5 separate regions of the Mus musculus genome follow, and regions 2, 3, 4 and 5 are each linked to region 1. A link is a contact called in public Hi-C data. All regions are on one chromosome and are shown on one strand. Each heading gives the region's core, a stretch centred on a gene start, on an enhancer-like site or on the middle of the called end of the contact. The rest is flanking DNA. Distances are from core to core; before and after follow the strand shown.

The links. A called contact is a pair of places that touch in the nucleus more often than the background predicts.
Region 2: a Hi-C map of uterus shows a contact between it and region 1, with 3 times the contacts expected there. The contact joins two enhancer-like sites. A contact is called at or near these places in 2 of 484 Hi-C or Micro-C datasets (both in uterus) and 1 of 115 datasets of contacts at active chromatin or transcription factors (embryonic fibroblasts).
Region 3: a Hi-C map of uterus shows a contact between it and region 1, with 5 times the contacts expected there. The contact joins two enhancer-like sites. A contact is called at or near these places in 9 of 484 Hi-C or Micro-C datasets (adipose-derived mesenchymal stem cells, cranial neural crest, embryonic fibroblasts and 2 more) and 4 of 115 datasets of contacts at active chromatin or transcription factors (the NIH/3T3 cell line, embryonic fibroblasts, fibro-adipogenic progenitors and 1 more).
Region 4: a contact with region 1 is called in a Hi-C map of uterus, with 8 times the contacts expected there. The contact joins two enhancer-like sites. A contact is called at or near these places in 1 of 484 Hi-C or Micro-C datasets (uterus) and 3 of 115 datasets of contacts at active chromatin or transcription factors (the NIH/3T3 cell line, embryonic fibroblasts and fibro-adipogenic progenitors).
Region 5: a contact with region 1 is called in a Hi-C map of uterus, with 8 times the contacts expected there. The contact joins two enhancer-like sites. A contact is called at or near these places in 6 of 484 Hi-C or Micro-C datasets (embryonic fibroblasts and uterus) and 1 of 115 datasets of contacts at active chromatin or transcription factors (fibro-adipogenic progenitors).

Annotation. Positions count from the first base shown.
Region 1 is chr1:45,759,713-45,764,200 of GRCm38.p6, forward strand. All of the region lies in intron 1 of Gm51621 (a long non-coding RNA gene), which reads right to left. Among named protein-coding and RNA genes, the nearest start is that of Gm51621, 3.1 kb to the right of the region's middle. Within about 2 kb of position 1,904, at least 61 of the 459 cell types and tissues checked have an H3K27ac peak or open chromatin away from gene starts, as enhancers often do. A contact at or near this core is called in embryonic fibroblasts, palatal mesenchyme and uterus, where this site is marked.
Region 2 is chr1:44,847,599-44,852,086 of GRCm38.p6, forward strand. No RefSeq gene overlaps it. Among named protein-coding and RNA genes, the nearest start is that of 4930521E06Rik, 100 kb to the left of the region's middle. Within about 2 kb of position 1,898, at least 4 of the 459 cell types and tissues checked have an H3K27ac peak or open chromatin away from gene starts, as enhancers often do. A contact at or near this core is called in uterus, where this site is marked.
Region 3 is chr1:45,019,755-45,024,242 of GRCm38.p6, forward strand. No RefSeq gene overlaps it. Among named protein-coding and RNA genes, the nearest start is that of 4930521E06Rik, 280 kb to the left of the region's middle. Within about 2 kb of position 2,562, at least 77 of the 459 cell types and tissues checked have an H3K27ac peak or open chromatin away from gene starts, as enhancers often do. A contact at or near this core is called in palatal mesenchyme and uterus, where this site is marked.
Region 4 is chr1:45,041,465-45,045,952 of GRCm38.p6, forward strand. No RefSeq gene overlaps it. Among named protein-coding and RNA genes, the nearest start is that of Col3a1, 270 kb to the right of the region's middle. Within about 2 kb of position 1,882, at least 48 of the 459 cell types and tissues checked have an H3K27ac peak or open chromatin away from gene starts, as enhancers often do. A contact at or near this core is called in embryonic fibroblasts and uterus, where this site is marked.
Region 5 is chr1:45,099,384-45,103,871 of GRCm38.p6, forward strand. No RefSeq gene overlaps it. Among named protein-coding and RNA genes, the nearest start is that of Col3a1, 210 kb to the right of the region's middle. Within about 2 kb of position 2,143, at least 2 of the 459 cell types and tissues checked have an H3K27ac peak or open chromatin away from gene starts, as enhancers often do. A contact at or near this core is called in uterus, where this site is marked.

The sequences.
Region 1 (4,488 bases), core at 654-3,153:
TCTTACAAGAAAATTTCCATGGGGAAACCATCTGTAAGTAAATATAATTGGCCCAGCTTGGCCTCAAGGTACACAGCTGGTAAAGTAATTGAAAAAGAAAAGGCTTACGTGTGTGTGTGTGTGTGTGTGTGTGTGTGTGTGTATCTGTATTTTCATAGTGTAGGCATTATCAATAGTGTGTGTGTGTGTGTGTGTATTTTCATAGTGTAGGCATTATCAATAGTGTGTGTGTGTGTGTGTGTGTGTGTGTATTTTCATAGTGTAGGCATTATCAATAGTGTGTGTGTGTGTGTATGTGTGTTTTACATGTATATGGGTATTTTCCATATGTATTTGTGAAGGGTGCTGTTCAGAAGTAGCTATTCATCTGTTAATGGAGTTTCTAAGACATGGGGCATTCATCATTGTAATGCCAATGATCACCTTTTCACTGTGTTGAGACAAGCATCATATAGACCAATCATCAATAAAGCATTGAGAGAAATTGAACTCTAAAGTCTTTTTTCTGTAAGCTAAGTGAGAAATGGAATTGGCCTCCTGTCTCAGCTCAAATAACTACTGAGCAGAGTTATTTGGAGTTAGAGTGGTTAATAGTAGTTAGAGTGGTTATCTATAGTTCTTGGGTTCTGTTCTCACCACCAATATGGTGGCTTACAATCAGCACAATTCCAGTCTCAGGGGATCTGGTGCCCTCTTGGGAACTCTAAGGGCATGGGGCACACACATACTGCACATGCATACATACAGGGAAAACAACCATACACATAAAATAAATATTAGTACTAGTAGTAAATTCTAAGGATAAATAAGACTGGACATGTATAGGCCAGTGTGTTGGTTAAGGTCACATTCAGCAGAAAATGTTTGGAGGTTTGATAATGCCTACACTATGAAAATATTTTCAACCTCTGCAACATTCTTAAGAGGTTAATGTTTTCCTACTGTCTTTAGGCTATTGGGCTTAAGTATAAATTGAAATTCCTTTTCTTTAAAAGTACCATTTAGCTGTAAAGGCAATGGCTGTGAATGTGCCTGACAAGAAGAAAAATGTTAAATTTCTTAATCCTTTGCCTTGAGCCTGGAAAGTGTAAGAAGACAGAGAGGCAGAGGCAATGTTTCTGCCACTCAAAACAGGGCTGCAGCTGTTTTGCATCAAAGAAAAGGGTTTTAAACTCTACCACGCTGAGTTTAGAATACCTTAAAACTGCCTCCCTGTGCATTGAAAAGGAATGTCCACATTCTTAAGAAAGGTTTTAAGTTATTTACTGACCAACATCTTAACGTGACCTCGATCTAAAGTTTTAAGCACAAAAGATAAAACTCCTAATGCCTTTGCAAAATCTAAACTCCTCCAGCAACTGAGCAGCTGGCTATGATTAAAACTGTAAATAGGTTCAAGAGACAGAATCCTTTCCCAGGTCCTCTGTTTATGAATCACCCACCCAGAGACATAATTCTAGTGGAAAGAGAATTTCCTTCTAAAGCAAAAAATAAAGTCTCAGGCATACTGCAGAGGCCTCATCGTTCACCCACACTGTTGCTCTGCACAAACCAGGCTCATCTTTCTTTGCCATAAGACATTTGTAATGTTGATGTGTAATCAGGAAACAGTTTTCTCTGGTTTTCATTTTCATGGGAAAGGAAAACATTAAAGCTGCCTTCCCAGCAATTGCAACTTAAGCTCCAGATCTTGTTATGGCAAATGAAAGATCTTTTACCCAGCAAGCAATGTGCTTGGTGGTGAAAATCAAGCAAGTTACTTAAGGGTGCTCAAACCAAGATTAGACAAGCCAGACTTGAGCTCCCCCTGTTCCAAATGCAAATGTTTAGTTTACAGATCAAGATAGAATCCACTCTAATCTGGGGTGGCGCAGGGACTGCACTGGGTTGTTTAGGCAGTTATCTAACAAGTCCCACACTGCCTGTCAGAAAGCCCCTAATCTTCCTGCCCCAGCAAGAACAAAGGCAAGTGAATATTAACCCAAGTAAAAATGAGTTACAGGGGCTCTGGCTTAAGCTGAAGTTTTCTTAGGCAAGTTACTTCAAACATAGCCATTACTTTGAACACACTGCCAAATATATACCTGCCAAGTACACACACACACACATACACACATGCATACATACACACATACATATACATACACACACACACATGCACTATTGTGCCTGACCATGGCCACTTTTTTTTCTTTTCCTCTCAGAGAGTGTGATATTGAGAAAAGTAAATGCATAGATAGTATTAATATGAAAAAAAGAATTGACATACTACATTCAAATCAGACTTGAAAAATCTGCAACTGCTCTTTATATGGTATGAAACATAAAGAGAATAACCCTAGTGACTATGGTTGCCTTTAATAGTAATGCCTAAGGTGAAGTGACATGACTTCTAGGACTCCTATATACCTTCATCATCACCTTTGCTTTGCATTACTTTTCTGGATGTTGAATAGAAGCCGTGAAGGATAGATTCACCGTGCCCATGTCACTGACTTCCTGTAGAACAAGGTCACAGATGCACATGTGGCCAGGGCATTTTGTGTAAACTGTAACACTATCCACTCACACTGTCCTGAGATAGCCAGGCATATTGGTGAGGCAGCAGTGTTTTGAAATAACAAATTGGATTCTTTATTTAACTGATCCTTTCAAATTTTGTTGAAGAAACTTAACCTGGAAATAATAAAGCCGAGTAGAATAACTGAGAGAGCTCCAACCAAATGTTCTGCAAAGGTCGTTTTCCTGATGCGGTCATTGATCTGAGAACCTGCATTGGTCTTCACTTTCTTCGAAAAGTGAAGTCTTATGTAGAACCTTTTACTTCCCGGTGTCTATTCTTACCCAGAGATATACTTCCTTTGTATTTTTGGTTTTGTTGTGATAGTTGTTGTGTTTGTTTCAAGACAAAATTTTGCTAGCAAAATGGCACCAGATAGATTCTGATGTCATGGACTTATAGAAATTACCTTACACTCTGATTTTTATTGCCCTACCTTTACTACTAGGCTATGTACCCTAGTCCACAGGAAATACATGTCTAACTGCCCAATTAAAACTAAAGAATCAAGCCGGGAAGTGGTAGTACACGCCTTTAATCCCAGCACTTGGGAGACAGAGGCAGGTAGATTTCTGAGTCCGAGGCCAGCCTGGTCTACGGAGTGAGTTCATTAATTCATACTAGCTCTGAGAAATCATTAACATGAGAGTTAGTTTTCTACTTCGTATTGGGAGAGAGAATAGCAAACTAATAATTACCAAAAAAACAAACAAACAAACAAACAAACAAAAAAAAAAAAAAACAGATTTCCCTAGCCCTTAATTGCTTCAAACTTATCCTTTACTGCTAAGATGTAAAATCATTTTTGAAAAAAGTAAAACATAAACTTTAAAATACCCTTTTCTAGGACTGAAAATGTGACAAAAATATTTAATGGACCTATCATTTTTCAGAGACTTCCGTAAGTTAAATAATAGGAGGTTCATGGGTTATGAAATCATTAGATCAAACTAGAAAACCTACAGAATTTTGAAATTGTTTTCTATCCCAAGCCATGGTTTATGGAAACTTTGAAAAGGCAAGCATGCATAAAGCACATTTGTATTATAATTATAATTCAGGCAGAAAAAGCAAAACCTAAATCAAGTTTGGTGTCAGGCACTAAATAAAAGTGAGCAAACAAAGAGTTCTTTTCCTAACTTAGAAGCAGATACATAAAATAAGAATGAGTTTCTAACGCTTTTTAGAGATGTCCAGAAAGAGTCCCAACAATAACTTGCTTCTCTTTCAGGCATTCAAGACTCAAAGATACCTGATTTGAGACTGAAATAAATACAAAACAAGCAATACAAAACCCAAGTTTGAATTGGGTTTCAAAAATTTATTTTTGAACATTGTAAATTTGGTTTTACTTTGCAAGGAACATTCTGTCTGGGTACTCGAGGTGTTCCTTGGTTGTGGGTAATATACCTACCATGCACTCATCAAACTAGACACTGAGAAATGCCAAGTGGTCCTTTCCCCTCTAGTACAGCACTATTTCTGGGTACTGCAACATTCTTTACTAAAATTTAGCTTCCGAATTAAGAAGCTATAGGTGAACTTGAATGATTAATTATAAATGAATGGGTTTTTTTCAATGTTTATATAACAAAGCAGTCAGTTCTCAACCTTTGGGATAAGATCAAGTCTATAACAACACAAAACTTGTGTTAATACACATGATAGTGTCTAAATTTTTAATCTCCTCATATATTTTATTATATGCAATTAGAAAGTAACACATTATTGATACAGATATTTAAATTTTCATTATGGAAAGTTCTACATAATTATCTAGTAATAACATAAATCAATATACTTTAAAGTTCTAATTCTTTGTTTTTAATTCAAGAAAGTTTTATTTTCCTATTTCTAGTTTTTTTCAGCATGACTGTTGGCCTCATCTGCTTTTCAGCTCTCATCATGTCATCTCCATGGAGCCTTGG
Region 2 (4,488 bases), core at 648-3,147, 910 kb before region 1:
CTTTGGACAATACTGTAGGAAACACATAATTATCAATAACACTCAGCTACCAACACTGCCATCTACAACCACAACATGTTTCAAGATGTGTAATAGTGGCATACATTTTATGGAAGTAGCTGACACCACCACCACCCCCAACACACACACTCACCGTTTTATCAAATTTATGGCCAATGCCATGACATTGAACCCAAATCTGGCACTGCTAATGTGGTCAACAATATGAGACTGGTAGTTCATGGGTATAGGGGAAACCCTACTACTATTATTCTAATAAAGGTACAGAAAGAACAGAGCAATAAAATGACTGATCATTATATATTGCTATACCTGTAGATCAGTGCACCATACCAGAGAAGGTTCTTGTTACAGCCAACGGAAACTCTCATAGAGACCTGGACACAGTGCAGAGAATGGAAGACTTTGGAGCACTTATTCCTACATGATGTGTTTCCTAAACTCAAGACTCAGAGATCTATAAAGAAGAGGAGGCACAAAGATTATAAAAGCCAGAGGTGGTGGATGACACAAAGAAAACAGTGTGTTCTAGACACAGCACGGTTGATATACACACAAACTCACAGATACACAAAAATCTGCACAAGTTAAATAACACAAAATCTCAGCACGGAGAAGGAAAAGTAAATACAACATTCTATCACTAATCAAGAAGCTGTTTTTAATTGATACCCAAGGGAAAAAGTAAGATCAATTTTGTCTAGCGGAGTTTCTGTGTATATACCAACTACATTCTAGGGAAAGCCCCATGCCCAGAAGTCATTGGCCAACAGAAAACAGAATCCATTCATTTTGTGTGCTTTTGTTTGGTTGTAAGTTTACATTGGCATTTTTGTCTTTTTGTGTATTTTGATTCTTATCTTTTGGGCAGAGTTTAAGACAGAGAAAGAAAATGATGTTAGCTGGATAGGAGGCAGAAGATCTGTGAGAAGCTGTGGAGGAGAAGAATATGGTCAAAATGCACTGCATGTACATTTTTTTAATAAAAAAGAAAAAAGTCAAAATATTTTATTACTAATTGTTTAAATTTATTGTATAATAAAGTTTATGATTTCTTTTTTATGTATGGAATTGTAGAAATGTGTTATTATGTTTTATTATCTGAATATAGGAAGTAATATCCTAAGTGGCTACAAATAAAGGAGGCTCATTGTACTTATAGTATTTACATAAATATTTATTAATTTTATTTTGACAGAGAACCTGCCACTTCATATTTCTATAAATAGCTAAGTGGAGTATGAACTCACAGTGGCTTGAAGGAAAGGCTGGAGGGAGAAATGGGAGGGGAAGTCATATAATTCTATTTCTATTAAAACACATATATAGATATATATACACATATATATATATATACTGTTCATTATCTTTACATTTTTTTATTTAATAACAGAAAGAAGAACACATTTAATCAGAATGTGCAGAACCAAAAAGACTAAAAATTATGAATTCCTGTTGCACGTAATCAAATGTATCTCACCTGGAAATCAATCTATGCAGGATGTTACTCTCACCTAAATTGTAAGCATTATAAAGCATACTATATCTAGCTTATAGTTCAATACAGTTTTAGTTACAGTAAAATGATATTTTGTTTTTTGTTTCTATTGTCCTTAAAATAAATATTTCATCTTTATCATTTTTAATGAACAATATAGAAAAATACAGAGACTTATACAACTCTACCAAGTACTCAGTTTCTTGTAATACTCACAGCTGTTACATAAACTCTGGAAGTAAAATCAGTGTCATGATAAATTGACTTGAGAGTAAACACTGACCAAAGATTTGGTTGTTTTTTCTTTCTTCAGAAGACAGACTCTGTCTTTTATGTTTTCCCCCTTAAGTCACTCGGTTACTTTGCAGTCACTCCTCTTGGCTCTTAACAACAAAAATATGTCATAAATCCCAAAGACCCAGCTGCACTTAGTTACTGTGCTGTAGGCAAGGACACATGTCAAGTTGACACCTAGTTAAAGAGTGAAATCATAAAGAAGAAATCCCAAGTTTGTGTTTGGAAAGGACTAAAAATAAATGACTACTTATGTTATATTGGTATAAAATAAGGAAACAGGGGAATGGGAGACATTGACTATGAGCATATGCACACGTGTGATGGGAAAGTGATCCTGCTCCTCCATCCTGCAAGGTCTCGGAGAATAGTCGCTAGGCAACACTGCAGCTTGTTAAACATTCTCACTAATAAATTTCTGTGTGCTGTTTAAACTTGTCTTTAAAGGTGGTTTTGTTTCACATTATCCTAAATAACTTAAAGCCAGATCTTCTGATATGTCAATTGTAGATAGCAAAACAGAATATCTACCAAGTTATTTATTGGCAAAACACTAAAACAGAGTCATATGATCTGCCACAATTTCTATAAAATTATCTTACAGGTAAAATATATATATGAGATATAAATAATTCATTATATTTTGATTATTTATATCAATTATAAACAATATACACATCTCTCATTATTTTATGCATTTATTATTACTATATTTTGATAAAACCTCATTTACTTGTTTTTTGCTCCTGGCTCTGAATTCCTTATACCTTGTAGAGTTTATTACTCATGTTCTTCATAAAATTAAAGGTAACTCAAATCTCATTTGTTTGCAGTTTCCAATTATTCCAACTGCAGACTATAAACTCAGGCAAACAAATATCAACCACTGATTTTCCAATAGCTTTGTGTTAGAAAAACTTTCTTTTTTATATTTTATTTATTAATTTAGTTTTACACTCCAGATTTTATTCCCCTTCTGGTCCACCCTCTGAGGTGGGTGGGTGGTGGGGAACATTCTCATGAAGACAGTAGGGTGGGGTAGGTGATATGAGATGTAGAAAAACTTTCTCATGGTATCTTTTTCTCAGGCACCAGAACAATGCAGGATTATCTTTATGAACTCCAGATGTGTTATCAAATAAAAGCATCTCTAATATTATTCAACGTATGATTCATTAGTTTCCACATTCATCTAGCAGAACAAAATTTGAACTAGTTTTCATTATACAATGTCTTCTTGCTGAGATGTTACAAACTTCAGCATATGCTTATAAATGGATTTTACTAAAGATTTTATAGGCAAGAAATAGAGTGTTTGTACAGACACAAAGAATAGTCCCAAGACCATCACATAAACATTTCAAGATAAGCTTCTTGACATCAACTAGTATCCCAGGGAAGAACTTCAGCTACATGCTTAAAGTGGAGTGTACTCCTCCTGTGTATTTCAATTTTCAGACAAGGATTTGAATTTGAAGCATAAATTTACTTGACATTGTTTATAATTCTGTTGTAAGAACCAGTCAAGCTGTGTCAGTATTTTTTTTCTGATATGGAAAAAAGAATGTATACTCCCGCTTTGATAAGCTTTAGATTTCTCTAGGGAAGGAATGTAAAGTATTTGTTGAATTTTCCACATATTACAACTCCTTGTTACACTCTAAAAGGAAGAGGCAAGAATAAACTATAAGAAAAAATATACTTTAATCATTCCATTAACAGGCTGAAAATAAGGGAGAGGACTAGATAATCTCAGAATTTGAAAACTGAGATTTAATTTCATGCATTTTCACAGTGACACTTTAGAGTCATCATTGGCAAGGTATAGGAGAAGGAGAATATTATTTCAGCAATGGTTAGATAATAATGCACACACGTGTTTATAATTATGCACTAGAGAATATACAATGTCTTTTTAATCTGCCTCATTAACAAACAATTCCTTATATAATATTACCTATTGTTGCTTTGTGTTTACTAAACTAAATAAAATAAACAAAACCAAAGTTTATTGATTGTTTCTCATGTTCTTTTCAAATGTAAGTTTTTGAAAAAAATCATGTTTCCAATAAGTAAGTGTCCAGAACAAAACTAAAATAGAAAATTTTACTGAAAAAGAACATTCTTAGAATTCCCAAGTTATAGAGGACATAAGTTGGAGAAACGACTATGGCATAAAGTTTGATAGCTCATAAATATTTTAAAATTGGAATTTCACTAATTTTTGAAATGATTAGTTCATAAACGTTGTGATCTAGTGAATTTATTTCTTAATGGAGTCATAGTACAATAGTATTATTGGAAGGTGGAACATAGCTGAAGGAGGTGGGTCACTGAACCATGTTGTTGTCTTACTACATCTTTCCCTTGGCTTTTTCTGTATCCCTTTCTTTCTACTTCCTGTTTGACATAAGCTGAAGGGTTCAATCTTTTGTCATAGCTGTCACTATGATGACTGCCCTAAACTAAACTCATGAAGCCAATAATCATAAACTTTAAAGCAGTATGCCAAAATAATGTTTTTCTCTCCAAAATAATTTCTGTAAGGCCATTCAATAAGCCATAGGATCTAACAATTCTTTCTGTAGGTTGCTGTGTGGATTTTCTTTGCGAAGACACAGACAAATGACTACTTATTGCAGAAAGAGCATTGACTACAAACAAAAGAATGGTTT
Region 3 (4,488 bases), core at 1,312-3,811, 740 kb before region 1:
GAGATTGTGGCAACTTGACAGTTAAAGTTATCTGGCACATATTCCATTTTTTTTTGTACTTGGTACCCTAGATTTAATAAACAAATGAAGGTCAATACTCTATGATTTTAGACAAATTATGTATGTGTGTATCTCTTTCACATATAGATGCTATAGTCTTTGTAACTCAAAAGTCTATAAAGCAGTGTCCTAAATAAAAACAGTTTTCCCTTGAAAGAAATTTTGTTACTATATTCATTGAAGATGTTAGACAGTGATTTTTTAAAAGTAGCATTCCCTCCTCTTTTCAAATGACTCTACATTTCTCTGTTTTCATATTCTTTGTCCCTCTATGTAGGAGAAATGCACAGAAACAACAAAGTCTATTTCTGAAGAAATGATTGCTCCAATTTCCAGGAAAGGAAAGAAAATTGTATATCTAAAGCAAATGTGATTGATTTGGAGGAGACAGATTAATATTGCTAGATGATAACAACATAGAGGAAGCTCAAATATTACATGGTAATAATCTTGAACCCTTTTCCATTATTAGTGATGCTCACAATTTACAAACATATTTATGGGCCCCTAATCTTTTTTATTTGAATGAAAAAATGAAAAGTAAAATCTTGGCAGTGGTTCCATAGCTTCATGTCTTCAAGGCTATATGCCAGAGTTACCTATCAGCCAAAGGGCTATAGTCAGCAAGCTGTAGTCAATGAAAGCCATTTTGGCTCAGAATTCAATTTCTTCTCTCTTCCCTGATCCTTCCTCACTCTCTTTTTGCCACTTGCCTTTCTCCTACATTGTGTCCCATTTCTTCACCTTCTATTATGTGTTCTTATATTTGGTTCACTGAAACACAAAGAGGAAGGCTGAAATGTCCAATGTCCATTTGCCTCCTCATATGGATATTTCTACCACACTTTACAACATTTTCCCAGCTTCAGCAAGGCTCTGTTCATGTGGTGTTTAGTGAAGCTGCATTCCTAAGGGAGTTCATCATTGTTTTTGATTGTATGGACTTGAAGCTTTCCAGACCTTTTACCAGAGAAGGCTTCAGTAAATGGACTTAGTAAAGTCAGGATAAAAATAACAGCAGTCACACTGACAACAATATTTATACAATACTTAACTGTTAGAGACCACAAGAAAATTACTGACATTTTTCTGTTTATGAAAACAGGACCTGTAGAAGTAACTCTGGGGTTTTAAAGAATTCTATACTGACTTTAAGCACAAATACTTATGTGTTTTATTAAACAAGTTCTCAGGTATCCCTAACAGCAATCTTATGTCCCCAATTTTCCACACAAAAGTATCTATGAATCTAGATCAACTTACATATAATATTAAAAGAAGAATTATATCTTTATCTAAAGGAAGAATGAAATAAACTAATAAATGAGGATGAATAAATCTGTTGAGGTTTAGAGATTTTCAAATAGATGATTTCCTGAAATTCTAGATTTTTCCCCCCTCTGTTTTATAATTTCCCTTTTCTCTAGCAGCTACATGGTGTAGTATATCTTTCTGTTCAGACTCACTTTTGCCCTTGGGCTCATTTTCATTTCTCTTTTCCTTAGGGAGGGAAGCTGGGCGTGGGAGCTCAGGCTCCACTGTTAGCTTCTAGTCAACGTGGCATGGGAATCTGCTTGTGAATCTGTTCCTCATCTGATTGTCTATGAGAACAATTGCTCTTTGATTAGAACCATCTGGTTCCCACTAAAGTTATTTAATCCATGTGTTTAACCTGCCTAGAATCCAAGTGCAAACTGCTCATGTGGACCAGTTGCTGATATCATGTAATTACTAGATAGTGTGGGACTTGCTAAACACTAGCCACCACCAATGACTCACTAAAAATTTTTTTGTGCTGATATTAGAGCAGGAGAGAAAGGGGAAAATGGAAGAAATGGACGAGGGAAGTGTATAAAATTGGGTCATGAGAATGAGTGTAAGCCAACACTCATAGAACCAATCAGTATGGAACTGACCATGTCCTTAAAACTTGACTTTACTAACTATAAATCTATCAGTAATATTTTCAGAACATTTCACAATATGATTTATAATATTCTTTCTCAGTATTAGTAACAACATGGGGGGGGGAGAAAGAAAAACAGAGAGAGAGAGAGAGAGAGAGAGAGAGAGAGAGAGAGAGAGAGAGAGAGAGAGAAAATGTCAGAGAGATGCAAAACACCAGGAGATATACCTACATCCTGTCAAGGTTATTTATTGCAAGTTCATGGATCTGAGAAACACATTCGTTTTACACTTCGTCATTGATGTTTTGCTTTTATGACATTTTAGTGGAAGTATTTGTTAACATTGTCAAGGGATTTCCTAGCTAAAACATAATCAAAATTTCTTTTTGAGAACCATTTCTCTTTTTATCCTAACTCCATCTCTTTGATCTTCTCAACTAACTAAAACTCAAAATGTTGTGATTTGAAAGAATTACAGCAAATCAGACTTCACTGGAAATCATATAATAGCTTCCCTCCCCTGGTGTTTGACTGTAAGCAAGACCCAAGAGCACTATCCTTGCCTCTCCTTTCTGTTAATTCCTGTTTGTACATGCAGAATGTAGGGCAGTGACTCACAGTACTGGCCCAGAGCCACACAGCTGGATAGACACAGGGTGCATTTCATAATAAAAGGGTCAAGAAAGAAAAATGGTGTTTGTTCATTTTAAAAAATTCTACATGGATTATTCTTACAAAAGCAAAACCTTATGTTTCTAAGGAAGTAGATTTATGGAAGATACATTTTTTTAAAATTGTAACTCCTCATTGCTGAAGAAATCACACATTTTGGTTGTAGAAAATAGAGAAACAAAGCCTGAACTAAGCAGAAACCTATCTCTCTGTTAGCTAGCTTTCACCGGGCTGGTATGTGCTTTGTTGGCTGCTGGCAACCACTAGACATCAATGGCATAACCCTGTGTTGGACCCTGCATTCTAAACAATACTGACCTACAGGACAATATGTACTATTGATGCTAAGAGTAGCAAGACTGTGTTTATGGGCTAACCAACCATTCTTTTGATTAGACCTGAGATCTGCTCCTCACTGGCAAATTCATGTATGGGTATTGGAAACTTGGTCAAAACCCATGAAGGTGGAAGTCATAGTCTGAAAGAGGAAACCTATTTGTTTTATTTTGCAAAATTCATGTTATCAGACTGCCCTCTAAATATTTACATAAATGTGCACAGATTTGCTTTAAACTTAACCTTGAGCAGAGAGCATCTTACTGTAGTAGGCAGCTTCTAATGAAGAGACTCATCAGTGTTCAAAGTGCTAAGAATAAGTGACTGTGAGTGCTTTGTGACACATAAGGACATCTATATCAGCCCTCCTCCATACCAACACTCAGTGAATGCCATACAAGAGGAGAAAGAATAGATAAATTAATTAGAAAATACAGAGGAGTGGTGTGAAATGCTGTCCTTTGGACATAATGCAATAGTTGCTCACATGAACTTACAGTAGATATAGCTACCTGCACAGATCAAGACATTTAAAAATTTTAGCACACAAAGAAGCTGGGCTCCTGAGGCCCCACACCTTCCCAGGAAGCTCTTGGAAGTTGATCGCTGCTGGGAGCAGGAGAATCACTTTTCTTGGGGAATAGCAACTGGAAGATTACCGTAGCCCCAGTCGATAACAATCCACATCAGTGCATATAATGGCAGTAGTAATTGGACTTCGTGGAGTGATTTGTTTAAAGAGACATGGGGGCTGGATAAATGACTCAGAACTTAAAGTGTTTACTGCTCTTCAAAGGACTTCAGTTCAGTTCTTGGCAACTACCTCAGTTGGCTCACAACTGCATCTCCAGATCCATGGTATTTTATTTTCCCTCTGGACTATATAAACACTTAACTCACATGTATAACCCCCCCATACACACACACATGTATCCAAAAAACCACACACATGCACACACATACACACACACCACCACCACTATCATGCTTAATAATGAAACAAATCTTAAAGGATAAATAATAGATGGGAGGCAATTGTATTTGGAGAGGGAGGGAGTAGTGGAAAGAGGGCATTAGATATGATCAAGATACATTATATATATATATATTTGAAAATTTCAACGAATAAACAAAAAAGGAAAAGAAAATGCATACTTACAGTAACTTATTCAAGTTATCTAACAACTGTTTATAGGAAAATACTTAAAAGCAGCCATTCCTTTTAAATGTTACTCATCCAGTAAGAGGAAAATTTAATTAAAAGAAATTTAACAAATTTAATAAAGAAATAAGTACGCAATAATTTTGGAATTTTAATTAACTGAATAGTAGAGGAATTATATGTAAGAAAAAAGAGGACACTGGAAAACATTTTACAGGCCTGACAAATGGGTCAACTTAGAAATATCTGTACTTCACCTTAGAAAGAGTGAGGAAGCCAATAAGCAATGCCAAAACATATGTATCTGTGATATCATTTCTCATCTGTACTGAATGTTGTATAGAAGTTGAT
Region 4 (4,488 bases), core at 632-3,131, 720 kb before region 1:
AAAAAAAGAGTATATTCTACTATTGCAAATGACAAAGTATGATTCACAGCACCCATACAAATCATATGACTCACAATATCCTACAACTCCAATTTCAGGGGATCCGATTTCTCCAGCCACCATAGGCAGCTGAACTCACAGGAACCCTCTCCCAAGTAGCAATACAAACAAAAATAAATGAATGAATAAGCAAACAAATAAATATGTTTAACTAAATGAAACAAAAATGCATTTAAGTCTTATTTTGTAAGTAAAAGCAGCAATGTTGCATTGAGCTTGACACATTCATTTTTCCCATTTATTTATTATTTATTTACTTATTCACTTTATATTCAGATTGCTAGTCCCACTCATGATTCCCCTTCATATAATCCCTCCCTCTCTGTCTTCACTGAATGCTACCCTTCAGTATGCCCCCACCCTTCCACCTCATGTCTCAGCAGGACAAGGTTATTCTCTCCTATTGAGACCACATAGGGCAGGCCAGTTAAGTGAATGAGATCCACACAGACAGGCAAAAGCTTTAGGAACAGTTCCAGCTCCAGTTGTTGGGCAATAACATGATGACCAAACTACACATCTGCTACAAATGTGGGGTTGGGTGACTAGGTCCAGCCCATGTATACTCTTTGTTTGATGGTTCAGTCTCTGAGATTCCTCAGGGATCCAGGTTAATTGACTCTGTTAGTCTTCCTGTGGGGTTCCTCTACCTTCTGGAGTTCTCAGTCCTTCCCCCAACTCTTCTGTAATTGTCTACAAGTTCCATCCAATGTTTGGTATGAACTTTGGATCTTTTAAAAGAGACTGGATTTTTAAAGAATTGAAATTGAAGGACTGTGATACTTTTATGTTATAATATCTATATTGTGATATTAATAAAGAATGAGCAAAAAGGAAAGTTTATTGTTAACTAATATTGATTGTTTTATTTTTAAACTACAGACTGATGTGGTGAGGATAAGCCCAGTTTGAGCTATGCCATACCCGGGTGATCCTGGGATGCTAGAAGAAAGTACAATAAGGTAGAGTGGGGGGAGTTACTAAGCCATTCTCCACCATGGCTTCTGGTTTTTTTGTTTTTGTTTTTGTTTTTTGCCTCCAGGTTCCTGTCTTGAGTTCTAGCCCTGACCTCATTCCTTGATATGAAGGCTGTGAACTGAGAGTTGTAAGCTGAAATAAACCCACTACCCCTCATGTTGACTAGTGTCATGGTTAATATTACAACAATGTAAACCCAAAGACATGGAGTTAAATATTTTTACAGATGAATTTCTTTCATGATAAAGGCCTGAAACCATATGGATAAAGAAATACAGCTGTTACTAGACAATTTAAAATCACATCAATATGTCAGAGGTCAGAAAGCACTGATGACTAACTGTGGTCATCTTAACTAAGCAACTCTTACTTATTTTATGACTTGTTTCTTTAAAGTCATTAAATTGACTTTGAGATCATCTACACCACAGCCAGTAAGTGACCACCATGTTTTTCTAAAATTGTGTTGAGTCATATTTTCTGTGGAGGTGTTTCTTAAATATTATAATGTCTTTCCTGGATCCCGATGACTGAGTTCCAATTTGGCTTGAATTTTCTTATAAAGATGTTAAAAATAACATGTTTCTCAGAGATACACCTCGTGTTTAACTAATGTTTTCTGCAAAAGCAGGTAACAACACATATGTCAGAAATCTCAATCTTTCTACGTTTAGACCATGAGCATGTGTGAGAGAATCCTTGCATTTCTCAGCAGTAAACTTTAAATTAATCCATCAACCCGACTTCTCTAGCATTTTAAAGTTCAGAAATAGGACTAGGAGTGGTGAAATGAGGTTTGGTCCTGGCCAAAGTCTGGAAACAGTCAATGCAATATTGAGTTTCTGGGGCTGGATCCAGCACTGACTTAAACAGGAAATGTGTGCTCTGTGGCTTTTTGTCAGACCTACTTGGGCCTAAGTGTGCAGAAATCACAAAACCTTCCTTGGAGCTTTATTGCTCCAACTGCTGGATTCCACACTAAGCCTCCTCTTCCTGCTTTCTGACCTAATAGGAATGCTCTCCTTAACTGTGTTTAAATCCTACCTAGTGTAGTTTGGCTTTAGCTAAGTAGAAAAGCAGAAGTCTGCAATATGTGCTATGTCTCTGAATTTGAGACTGCTGTGACATCATAAATAAAAGGAACCCCATTAATCACATGGGGCAGGCTAAAAAAAATTCAGGAAAAAATTTTCTCATAATAAAATCCAGATCAGTTCTCTCTCCCTGTGTCCTCTCTACTGGATCTCTCCTGTTCTCATCCCAACTCCCTCTCACACTCAGTTCCCTCCCTTCATCTACCCCTGATGTCTAGATTATTTCTCCTTCTCAGTGAGGTTCAATCATCATCCCTTAGGTCCTCCTTGTTACTTAGCTTTGTGACTATAGATTGTAGCATGGTTATCCTGTACTTTTTTAGTAATATTCACTTATAACTGGGTACATACTATCTGTTTCTCTCTGAATCTCGTTTACCTCAGTTGGGAATTGGGGTAATATTTTTTAGTTCCACCCATTTCCCTGCAAATTTCATGATGTTCTTCTTTATAATAGTCATGTATTGTTGCAGTGTGTAAATAAATGTACTGTTTTCTTTATCTATTCTTCAACTGAGGGACATCGAAGTTCTTTCCAGTTTCTGTCTATTACGAGTAAAGCTGTTATGAAAAATAGTTAAGTGGGGGAGGGTATGGGGGACTTTTGGGATAGCATTGGAAATGTAAGTGAGGAAAATACCTAATTAAAAAAAAGAAAAATACTTAAGTAAGTTTCCTTGTGGAATGGTCAAGCATCATTTGTGTATATACCCAGGAGTAGTATAACTGGGTTTTGAGGTAGATCTATTCCCAATTTTCTGAGAAACCACCAGATTGATTTCCAAAGGAGTTGTACAAGTTTATACTCCCACCAACAGTAGAGGACTGTTCCTCTTGCTCCACATCCTTGCCAGCATGAGCTGTCACTTGAGGGTGTTCGTCTGTTTGTTTGTTTGTTTGTTTGTTTGTTTGTTTTTATCTTAGCCATTCTGACTAGTGTGAGATGGAATTTTAGAGTCGTTTTGCTTTGTATTTCCCTAATGACTAAGAGTATTAAATATTTGTGAGAGAGAACTTGGATGGGGGAGCATCTCTGGGATAAACTAGAAATCTAGGACAAAGGATGAATGAATGAGTGTGAACCTACCTAAAACTTCTAACAGTATGGAATATAGAACCTAAACCAGATACCTCCTGTAATCAGGCAACACTTCCAATTGAATGGGGTACTACCCTACCCACAAAACCTTTGAGTCACAATTTGTCCTGATAGTAAGATGTGCAGGGGTAAAGATAGAGCAGAAATTGAAGAAATGGCCAAACAATGACTGGCCCAACTTGAGAGCCATGTCAGGAGAGAGAAAGAGTCCCCTATTTCTGACACTATTAATGATGTTCTCCTATACTTGCAGTCATAAACCTAGTGTTTTAGTTAAAGTTGTACTGTTGTGAACAGACACCAAGACTACATTTAATTGGGGCTGGCTTACAGGTTCAGAGGTTTGGTTCATTATGATCAGGGCAAGAATATGGAAACATCTAGGCAGGCATGGTGAAGGAGGAGCTGAAAGTTCTACATCTTAAGTGATCACAGAGACTGAAACACCAATGAAAGAACATGCATGGGGCAGACTTAGGAACCTCTATACAGATGTAACAGATGTACAGCTCAGTCTTTTTGTTTGTTTTGTTTTGGCTTTTGTTTTTCAAGACAGGATTTCCCTGTGTAGCCCTGGCTGTCCTGGAACTCACTCTGTAGACCAGACTGGCCTCGAATTCAGAAATCTGCCTGCCTCTGCCTCCCAAGTGCTGGGATTAAAGGCGTGCGCCACCACGACTGGCTATAGCTCAGTCTTTATGTCAGATGCTTCAAAACCGGATCAGGGCTGTTTCTAACTCTGTTGCCTGTCTTTGTTCCCCTTTTTTTCCTGACTGAGCTGCCTTGTGTAAGCTCAATAGGAAAAGATACATCTAGTCCTACTGCAACTTGGTATGCCAAGGTGGGTTGGTATCCATGGAAGGCCTTGCCTTCTGTGAGGAGCAAGATAGGGAGAATGGGTGACAGGGAGGGACTAGGAGAAAATGATAGAGGAGAAGCTTAGATTGGGATGTAAAATAAATAAATAATTTAATAAAAATCCAGATGAAATTGAAATGCTGAGGGAAAATTCCAAAACTGCAAAAAGGCCTAGCAATTGAGACATGAGACATTTAAGACAGTTTAAATTTATGAATTTATATATTACGTATATTTTATATACTTAAAAATAGATGCATTTATACAATGCCCACACATATATACCAAAACCAAATATAATTGATTCATCACATTTATCATAATTTAATATTTTATATACTGATTTGAAGAAATCTATATAATAATCAAATATAAACAAATATTTGACATAAGAAAATG
Region 5 (4,488 bases), core at 893-3,392, 660 kb before region 1:
TGGTTTTTTACATCCTGGGGACTGTGGAGAGATGGAGTATTGTAGATTAAGTACTAAAGTCATTTTAGGATATGCTTTGTAATGAAAATTTTGGAATTTTGAAGTCTTTAAAAAATGCAGAAATATTATAAGAAAGTGCTTTTGTTTTAATCCTAGGTGTAGCAATATGGGGCTCCTTCAGACTGACCACAGCAGCTGACTATGATTTGCCTAGTGCTCTAGTACAAGCATGGTTTGCCAGCTGTAGATAGTTTCATCAATTGTGTGAAGTTTGAAATTCTGGGAACATTTTAGAGGGTATGTAAATACTCTGACCCCAAGAGGTGTGATTTGTGTTTGGTGGTCATTCAGGGGGATTGGTTGTGGTTTATTAGTAGTCGGTCTCAAAGAAGGATCAGGTAAAAATAAATTAAAATTATCTCTTACCCCTTCTTTCTCTCCTATCTAGTGATAGTGGGGGATAAAGAGTGAGAAAAAGAACCCACAAACTAACAAAGACCAGCTACAATTAAAGAATAAATGAGAGAGAAATTCATTCCCCCTCCGCCCTCTCTCTCCCCCTCTGCTTCCCTCTCCTGCTCCCTCACTCCCCCCCATCCCATCCTTCTTTCTCTCCTATCTAGTGAAAGGGGTGAAATGGGGGATAAAGAGTAGGAAAAGAAGAACCCACAAATTAGCAAAAACCAGCTATAATGCTTAAAGCCCTTTCATAGGTCACTTATTATCACAGTGTGTTAAGATCTCACTATTGATTTTTTGATTACAAAGGTAAACACTTAGTCTCCCAGTATGGTAAGCAGACTTGCTACAATATGACATTTGAAATCAATAGAAGAAATTTTGCTATTCTGTGTAATATCTACCTACCAGATGCTCCCTCCTACATATTCCATAAAATCATTCATCTATGCTTTTCTCTGTTTCTGAGACTTAACAGGTTCTATAACCTCTAATGTAGTGGAACATATTATGCTATGCCACTGGAATCTACATTCTTAGACCTTAGTCATTCATAATAGCTTTGAAAGAACACTCTTATTTAAACTAGAGCAAAAATTGACTGACTTATAGCATAATAATACAATGGACACTATGTGTATACATGTATTTACATGTACACACACACTCATATGCATGCATGTTAGCACACACAGGCATAAATGAACAAACATGATTTCTAAAACATATTAATGAATGTCACAGAAACTTAGGAAAAAGATCCAAGCCCAAAATGTAAACTGTATTATGTGATTTCATTAACACCAAACAAAAGACAAAGTGGATTTAATTCTTAGTATCAGAAGGTTGAATTTTGGTAATCTGTATGGAGGAAAAAGTGAAAGGAAATGGGTGGTAAAATGTTCCTTTGGAATGTCCAAGTTATTCCATATATTGAGCTCCTTGGTGGTTACTTTGTTTTTGTTCTCCATGTAGCAATTTTTGAAACTTGTTTTTTGTGTAGTTTAGATTTATGTACTTTTCCATGAACATGGTCTATTTCAATTAAATGTCTACTTATATTTGAAAATAAAGATTTAAATTGTTTGGTGTAGAAACAGGTCTTGTCCCAGAACTCAGGTCCTCTTGTCACCATTTGCTCATAAGTGCTGCATTGGGGACACTAATGTAGTTTTAAGACAAAGAGTTGTTTTAGCAGATTCTTATATTTTAGTAGGAAAAAGATAAGTTGTTTATTTTGAAACATTGATTTACATTCCAAGGGGTTATGTAATTTCTGGGCTAATAAAGGAACAGTCTTTGTCACAATAATAAATGGCCTCTGTGTGTCCACACTGTGTTACAAAAACATCCTGTCATAAAACTCTTTTTAGGTTTTTGGGGTAATTAATGTTTCTTTTAAAGTTAGGCAGTGCAGCTGAAACCTCTGTTTTGTTTTGTATTTTTTTATTCCAAGTTTGAAAGTGAGTTCCTGACCCATAGTCCTCAAAATCATGATGGTTTGATGTTTTTATTCTATTACAGGCACATTTTATCATTATTATTATCATCGTCATTGTTGTCATCATTGTTATCATCATCATCATCTTTATCACTATTAATCTCTTTTACAAACCAGTCGTTATCACCCTAGTGATCTATGCTCTGACTGTTCCTCATCTCATTCCTCCTTGCTCATCTCCAAGAGGATCTTCCCACCCCAACTCCAACAGACCTCGCCACATTCTGAAGCCTCAAGTCTCTCTAGGGTTAGGTGCATCTTCTCTCACTGAGGACAGACCAGGCAGTCCTCTGTTGTATATGTGTCTGAAGCCTCATATCAGCTAGCGTATGCTGCTTAGTTGGTGGCTCAGTGTCAGAGAGATCTCAGGGGTCCAGGTTACTTGAGATGGCTGGTGTTCCTATAGAGTTGCCCTCCTCCTCAGCTTCTTTCAGCTTTTCCCTACTTCAACCACAGAGTTTCCTGGCTTCTGTCCATTGCTTGGGTGTAAGAATCTGCATCTGACTCTTTCAGCTGCTTGTTGGGCCTCTCAGGCATAATAGGCTTCTGTCTGTGATCACACCATAGCATCATTAACAGTGTCAGGCCTTGGTGCCTCCCCTTGAAATGGACCCCAATTTGGGCTGGCCACTGAACTTGCTTTCCCTCAATCTTTTCTCCACTTTTATCCCTGAAGTTCTTTTAGACAGGAACAATTCTGGGTCTGATTTTTGCCTAGGGGAATGGTAGCCCCATCCCTACACTTGATGCCCTGTCTTTCTACTAGAGATAGTCTTTATAAGTTCCCTCTTCCCACTGTTGGGCATTTTGTCTAATGTCCCTACCTTGGAGACCTAAACATCTCTCATCTCCCAAGTCTCTGCCCCCCCCCCCCCCACTTCCTACCTCCTGAGGTTTCTGATCTCCATTCATTCAGCTAGCCCTCAGGGCTTCACACCAGTTCCTGCCACCACAATATCAGATCATGTTCTCTTTTTCACCTCTCCGCCCCCTCTCTGACTCAGGTACCTTCCTCCCTCTGCCCCTGTGATTGCTTTGTTCTCCCTCCCAAATGGGATTGTAGCATCCTGACTTAGGCCCTTCAGCTTGTTAACCTTGAGTTTTGTGGATTGTATCCTAGGTTTCTTTACTCTTTTTGACTAATATCCATTGATTAGTGAGTGTATACCATGCATGTCCTTTTGAGTCAGAGTTGCCTCACTCAATATGATATTTTCGAGTTCCATCCATTTGCAGGCCAAAGTCATGATGTCCTCATTCTTAATAGCTGAAGAGTACCCCATTGTGTAAATGCACCACATTTTCTGTATCCATTCTTCCTTTGTGGGACATATGGGTTTTCTCCAGCTTCTGGCTATCAGATAAGGCTGATATAAACATAGTGGAACATGTGCCTTTGTTCCATAGTGGGGCATCATTTGGGTATATGCCCAAGAGTGGTATAGTTGATTCGTCAGGTATATCGATTTCCAATTATATGAGGAACCTCCAGATTGACTTACAGAGTAGTTATACCAGTTTGCACTCCTACCAGCAATGGAGAAATGTTCCTGTTTTTTCACATCCTCTCCAATGTGTTGTCACCTGAGTTTTTTATATTAGCCATACTGATTAGTGTAATGTGGGATCTCAGAGTTTTGATTTGCCTTTCCCTGATAACTAAGAAATTTGAACATTTCTTTAATTGCTTCTCTTGGCCATTCGAGATGATTCCTCTATTGTGAATTTTGTTTAGTTCTTTACCTCACTTTTGACAGGGTTATTTTGTTCTTTTTTTTTTTTTTTTTTTTTTTTTGGTGCTTAGCTTCTTGAGTTTATTATACATATTGGATATTAGCCCTCTATTAGATGTATGGTTAGTAAAGATTTTTTCCCAATTTTTAGGTTGCCAATTTGTCTTATTGCATATGTTCTTTACCGTTCAGAAGCTTTCCAGTTTCAGGAGGTCTCATTTATCAATTCTTGATCTTAGAATCTGAGCCACTGGAGTTCTGTTTAGGAAATTTCCCCTGTGCCAATGAGTTCTAGGCTCTTTCTCACTTTCTCTTTTATTCGATTCATTGTAAATGGTTTTATGTTGAGGTCCTTGATTCACTTGGACTTCAGTTTTGTGCAAGATGACAAATATAGATCTATGTTCATTTTTCTACTCACACACTGCAAGTTAGACCAGCATGCTTTCTTTTTATCATTGTACATTTTTGGCTTCTTTGTCAAAGATCAAGTGTCCATAAGTGTGTGGGTTTATTTCTGGGACTTCAATTCTGTTCTATTCATCAACCTGTCTGTCTGTACCAATTCTGTGCAGTTTTTGTCACTATTGCTCTGTATTATAGCTTGAGGTCAGGGATACTGATTACCCCAGAAGTTTTTTTATTTTTAAAAATTGTTTTGCTGTCCTGGGTATTTTGTTTTTCTATATGAAATTGAAAATTGCTTTTTCCATGTCTTTGAAAAATTGTCTTAGAATTTTGATGGGGATTACATTGAATCTGTAGATTGCTTTTGGTAGGATAGTCATTTTTACT